2 separate regions of the Gossypium arboreum genome follow, and region 2 is linked to region 1. The links are chromatin contacts, called in public Hi-C maps. All regions are on one chromosome and are shown on one strand. The core of a region is the stretch at or near the end of the contact, and the rest is flanking DNA. Distances in the headings are between cores, read along the strand shown. Region 1 has its middle 15 kb from the start of LOC128290246. Region 2 has its middle 4.2 kb from the start of LOC128290379.

The links. A called contact is a pair of places that touch in the nucleus more often than the background predicts.
Region 2: a Hi-C map of leaf shows a contact between it and region 1, with 4 times the contacts expected there. The contact joins two enhancer-like sites. A contact is called at or near these places in 2 of 5 Hi-C or Micro-C datasets (both in leaf).

The regions. Positions count from the first base shown.
Region 1 is chr3:113,748,719-113,751,611 of ASM2569848v2, forward strand. No RefSeq gene overlaps it. Among protein-coding and RNA genes, the nearest start is that of LOC128290246, 15 kb to the left of the region's middle. Within about 2 kb of position 1,448, at least 1 of the 2 cell types and tissues checked has an H3K27ac peak or open chromatin away from gene starts, as enhancers often do. A contact at or near this core is called in leaf, where this site is marked.
Region 2 is chr3:113,856,125-113,859,017 of ASM2569848v2, forward strand. No RefSeq gene overlaps it. Among protein-coding and RNA genes, the nearest start is that of LOC128290379, 4.2 kb to the left of the region's middle. Within about 2 kb of position 1,422, at least 2 of the 2 cell types and tissues checked have an H3K27ac peak or open chromatin away from gene starts, as enhancers often do. A contact at or near this core is called in leaf, where this site is marked.

The DNA of each region.
Region 1 (2,893 bases), core at 198-2,697:
TACTCAAGTAGAGTACTTATTTCCAACTTTGAAATGTCAATTAACATTTGTTCAAAAGAAAAATGCCATTTAACGTCTTTCATAAAGCCTTTGAAACTTCAAAAAAGTTGAATGGATTAACCAATAACCATGGATTAGGGGTAAAGGTGCAACTTATGCTATAGCCCATAGAGCATAGACCCCAAAATTCATTTAGGAGAAAGTAGATGGGGACTTTCGGCTGAAGAGAGAATTTAGAAATGTTAAAGCAAAACTTGGTTTGACTATAATTTCTTTTAGGCCCATCAATTGTTGCAAATGGCTAACATTAACGTGCACCAACTATCACACTATATGTGTAGACCCAAATCTCTTGGACTTGGTTACCCGCCCACACAACTCGCCTAAGTGAGGTTTTTGGAATTTTTCCAATAGTTTATTATAATTTAGTTTGGTTTGATTCTCACTTGTCTCATATTAACCTTTTCTTGTTTTGTATTTTTAATTTTATTTTAGTAAAATGAGTTTTTTTACAGCTTTTGAATTTTATTTGACAAAGTTTTAAAATTATTTTCATAAATATTTTTAAAGAATAATAAATTTTCAAGTAAATAAAAAAATCAATAACTTTTATATGATATATTTTAATATATATATATTAAGTTATTTTCACTATTTTAAACATAAAATATTTATTTTTTATTATCAAAATTATTTGGGTGGTGCTCTGAGATCCTTGGTGTCAGCTTGTAAAATAAATAGTAAATATTTATTAGTACATAAAATGTAATACTTCTTTTAAACGAGAATAACCTAAACTTGTAGACATAATATGCTCACGAGTTCAACTTGAAATATTATACAAAATTTAAAAGGTGAGATGATTGCCAAAATGATCCATACAATCAATTTTAACTCTTCCTAAAGTATTACTTTTTTTTTTTTATAGTGTATACGCGATGGAGGTTTTTTAACTTATGAAATTGTCATTAGTCTCATTTATTTATTTATTTTAATTTTTAATATCAATTATGATAAACTCAAGTGAGAATGAGTAAATGGAAACAGATAGGAGATAGTGAGATACATTGAGATGTTGGGCATTAATGTTATATAAGTTGGATGGATATTTAGAAGTTGTTATCCATTGGTTCAAATGCAACCAAAATAGAATGATGTTCATACCCTTATCATTACATTCAACTCCAACATCAATTCCAGTCTCCTCTGAACATAAGAGATAGGGTAGGGTTGCACACTGTGGGTTTTGCCAAATTAGACCCAGAGATTGGTTGGTTTTTGCCGCCAATATTAAATGACTTGGGTGGCAGTATTGACCCCCTAATGCCCTAAACCAAGAAAAAAAAAATCTACCAATGGTCCTTTCTTTCTGCCCATATAGGGGTAGTTGAGGCCTAAATTTCATTGACATATAGCTTGTATTGGCTTTTAACGGTAATCCCATAAGACTCCACTGCCAACTAGGGTTGAAATTCAGCCTAAATTTTGCAGGTAAGAATAGGACCACTGTACCCCCAACTATGTCACAAACACTTATTGACTGCCATTGGCTTTTCTTTTGATCTTTTCCTCACTGTTTAATACAAACTCTTGATTAGTTTCAAATGCTGTCTAAGCAGCTAGATCAGCATCAAAATGATTTAACATTAAATTTTGGCACCAGTGGTTCATGTGTCCATTTCTTATATTGTCCACATCAGTGTTTGAATCTAGTGACTTTGGCGTGGTTCATTCAATAATTTTTGGCCAAGGCTTTTGAGGTCCCCAAGTTCGACCATTCTTTGAAAACACATTTTCCATCAAAAGATCGAATAAATTTATCCTTGCATTAATACTACTACTACTTACGTACGCATGTTAAAGCATTACAATGAGTTCATGAGCCGTCCACATTAGGAGTTTGATTGTATATAATCGACATAGCACAAATTACAATAGGCAAAGTTAATTGCAAAAAAACAGAGGGCCAAACCTATACTAGATTAGAATTGGCAACGTACATAGATGGCTGCATTAGGCTGCAGGTTTACAGTTTCTTCCGCCGCCCTTCAATAACATCGTATGCGACATATATTATATCATGATAGTAGTGCCAACCATTGAAATGTTTGGGAGAAAGAACAAACTACAAAGGGTAATTAAATGCCAACATTTTGGTTCAAAATTTGTGGGCTGAAACTATAATATTGAAAACAGTTATCCTCGTTTACATGTTCTCCGCCTTAAATTTAATCCAAATTAGGTTGAATTTGTTTTATTGAAAATGACTCTTAGAAAATAATTTATTTTTTTGAAAAAGTTAAATATTTTCTGGTGTTTGGATGAATCTGTATAAAATATTTTTGTTGTTTGGCAGATTTCTTGAAAATATTTCATGAAAGTTGTTTTTAATGAAACAAACATACATTTAAGATTTATAATAAGTAGTGAATTGATTACAAAGTGATATTAAGGTGAAATTAAGGTGAAATTATAGTAAATAATGAATCTTCATGATGTTAAAGATTAAATTGTAAACTTTGTGAAATTTATAATTAAAACAAGAGAAGTGATATGCATGAAAATTTGTTATGTAAAATAAGATATTATAATGAATTATTTGATTAAAGTGTTTATATGGTGAAAAATAAATTACATGGCAATAGGGACTAAATTGAAAAATGTACAAAAATTTAAGTGTGAAACAATTTAATATGTGACTAAAGAAATTATGGTAAAAGTTTAATGAATATGTTATGAGATGATGAAATATGCATAAAGTATTGTAAAAGTGAAATTGTGGAAAAATATGGAATTTTTATGATGACAAGGACTAAATTGTTAAACTTGAGAAAATATGTGGATGAAATAATAGAAATGAAATACAAAGAAATTTGATATATGAAACAAGATA
Region 2 (2,893 bases), core at 172-2,671, 110 kb after region 1:
GTTAAGATTTTATCACGTACCCTTAAATTGTATTTAATAAATAAATACAAAATGTGAGAAAGTTTGAAGTAAAAAATTTCATAACTATACTAAATAATAATAATTAATAAATTGCTTTTTGAGCAGGCATTTAATGCCATCGTCCAAAAACACATTAGAACGTTCAAAATAAGTAATGTTGATTGGGGATAGAAGAAAAAATTAAAACCTTACATTCATTTTCTGTATTTTCTTTATGTTTCTTCGACACTATGAAAAACAGCAGCATTGAAACACGTTTAATTCTTTTTTTCTTTTCAATTAAATTTAAAATCGAGTTGGAATGAAAAAATCACATAATGAAGTGGAAAAGTTGACTGAAAAATAAATCTAGTGTACTAGATAAAATTAAAAAAAAGATAACTATTTTCTACCTAATGCATAAAAATTAATCATTTTAAATTAGGATGATGATAAAAGAAAAGAAAATGAGGAGTAATATATATTACTTTAAAATTATATAATTTTAGAAATTTATTTTCTTTCCTCTTATTTTTAACTCTACCAAGTAATGCTTGAGAAACAATTTTAGGTATTTTATGTGTTAAAGTCCCAACAATTTATCAACTCCATCTCCAAAAATACATATAGACAAAGATGTATTTTTGTCTTTATATGATGGGAATCCATTGCTTTAGGCGGTATTGTTGAAGGAGAAGACGCATGTACAGGTTTTGCACCTCTCATACGTTGCTTTCTTTGCTTTGCTTTTGTCCTACTCCTACTACGACTTCTTTACGGGCTCGACCTCCGAGGAATTAAGCTACTGATTTAAGAGAAGAAAAATAAAAGGTAAAAAGAGTGAGTGGTAGTGGGTTAGTGCAAGCAGGTGAGGGTAAGACACAAATAGAAGGAAAGTGGTTGAAATAATGGAGCTTGTGTTGGTCTCCACCCCCCACACTTACTACGTATAAATGGAGCAATACTTTTACCATATACCATATTAAGGATTTTGGAAGAATTTTATGATTAATTTATCATGTTTTACTTTCTTTCTTCTTTTTTTTTTTAAATTCCAATCAAACATTTAAATTTTTTTTTCGTTTTCTTTTGGACCAATATTTCTAGAAGAGTGGTCAAAAGTCAGACAAGACCACACCAAACTTAAAAAATAAATGATAAATTAAAATAATTTTTTTATAAAATTAAAAAATCTTCGGTCCCTCAGTCTCAAATAAAATGCATTTCTGGACGAAAACTATACTGATAAGACCAGGCTGAGTATCACATAATTCACGGCTTTTTAATGGAAAATCTTTGATCCTCTTCCCCAAGATAGTGTTGGAGCAAATTATACAAACAGGGGGAGCAATTGATTTTGTTCATCCAGCTGTGCAGTGGACCCTCCTACAGTAGTTGCCGGTCCACCCACTGACCATAAGACTAGTCTGAGTCTAATCATCATGCTTGTCTCCTAATCATGATTCAACGTATAGCTTTGCATTCCACTCAACCATACATCATGGTACTTAGTACACTTAAATCATTCACATTACAAATCCACCAAGTACCATATCTGTACAAGACGCAAAAACATGGGAGTCATTTCGCAAACTGTAATTACCAATAGCATTACAGTCCATTACTTTTTTTTAGGGTAAATGCTCAAATGCAACATCTTAATCTTTATACAAGTGCTCTAAGGTTAAATCTTTTAAAATTATCAAATAAGTTTTTAATTTTTTGAAAAGTGCTCAAATAAGAATCAAACTTTTTCAAAAAAGAGTTCAAATTAGGGCTTCTCAAATGTAGTATATCAAATTTTAAATTATGTTTTGATACTTTCTTTTCTTTCAAGTAATATTTGATTTAAGTATTATATGTTTTATTCTAAAGACATTAGCACTTACCTAATTTTTTTCTACAAATTGGACTGAAGTGCGTGAAAACTTTTATTTGAACACTTCTATAAAGGGTAGGCTCTTGTTTGGCTATTTTGAAAGGTTTGACTCTTCTGTGAAGAACCTATAAACGATTGAGTCCTAATTCTAGCATTTACCACTTTTCTTATTAACAGAAATTTCCTTCAAACTCTTAGTCATTGCCAACTCTATTGCTAATCAGGACCCAGTTCCACATTTGGAGAGGAGATAGGACTATGTTCCTTCCAAAGCCCACCTTCAATTTCATATCAAGGCATTGATAATACAATTGCAAATAGAGAAAGACAGCGCAAAGTTGAAACTATTGAATAAAATGCCGCATTCTATACATCAGAAACCTAACTTGAGGTACTTCAAATATTCAAAAGCTATAGCACATGCTATACTTGACTACAGGGATTTTTATTTTCTTGTTTCAACTGTGGGAGATTTGACCATCCAAAACACCTACATGTAAAGAGAGAAAATGTGTCTTTTGTCTTTTATAACAACTCATATACATTCTTGCAAGAGTCAGGGAATGGAGTTATCTACCATTTTGACTAGTAACATCTAACAACTGGACAAGCGGACCAACTGAGCTTGACTGCTCTGACTCACATAAATGTTCAGTTTCAGGCCTTCAACCACTAAAGCAGAGTTTGGTGATTGTGCCCATCATCGTAAACAGTACGAAGAACGACCGAACTTGTGTATTGCTGCCTAAGCCCGCAGGCATTCCACTCTGTTGTCTTAAAGTGAACTCATAATCAATCATCCTAAAGTTTATGTAAAGCCCAGACCTAAGTAAAAGGATCTCAAGAAAAGTTTTGTAATCTGATAAACAAATCATTCACAGAGGAGAAAGATGCAAGTCAACAAAGGGCGGCTCTATTCAATTAGCTTTTTCTCTCTGTCCTCATTTATTGCTAACCTGAGTGTAAAGTCTCTTTATCCTCATTTATAGCTAACCTGAGTGTTAGTCAAGAATA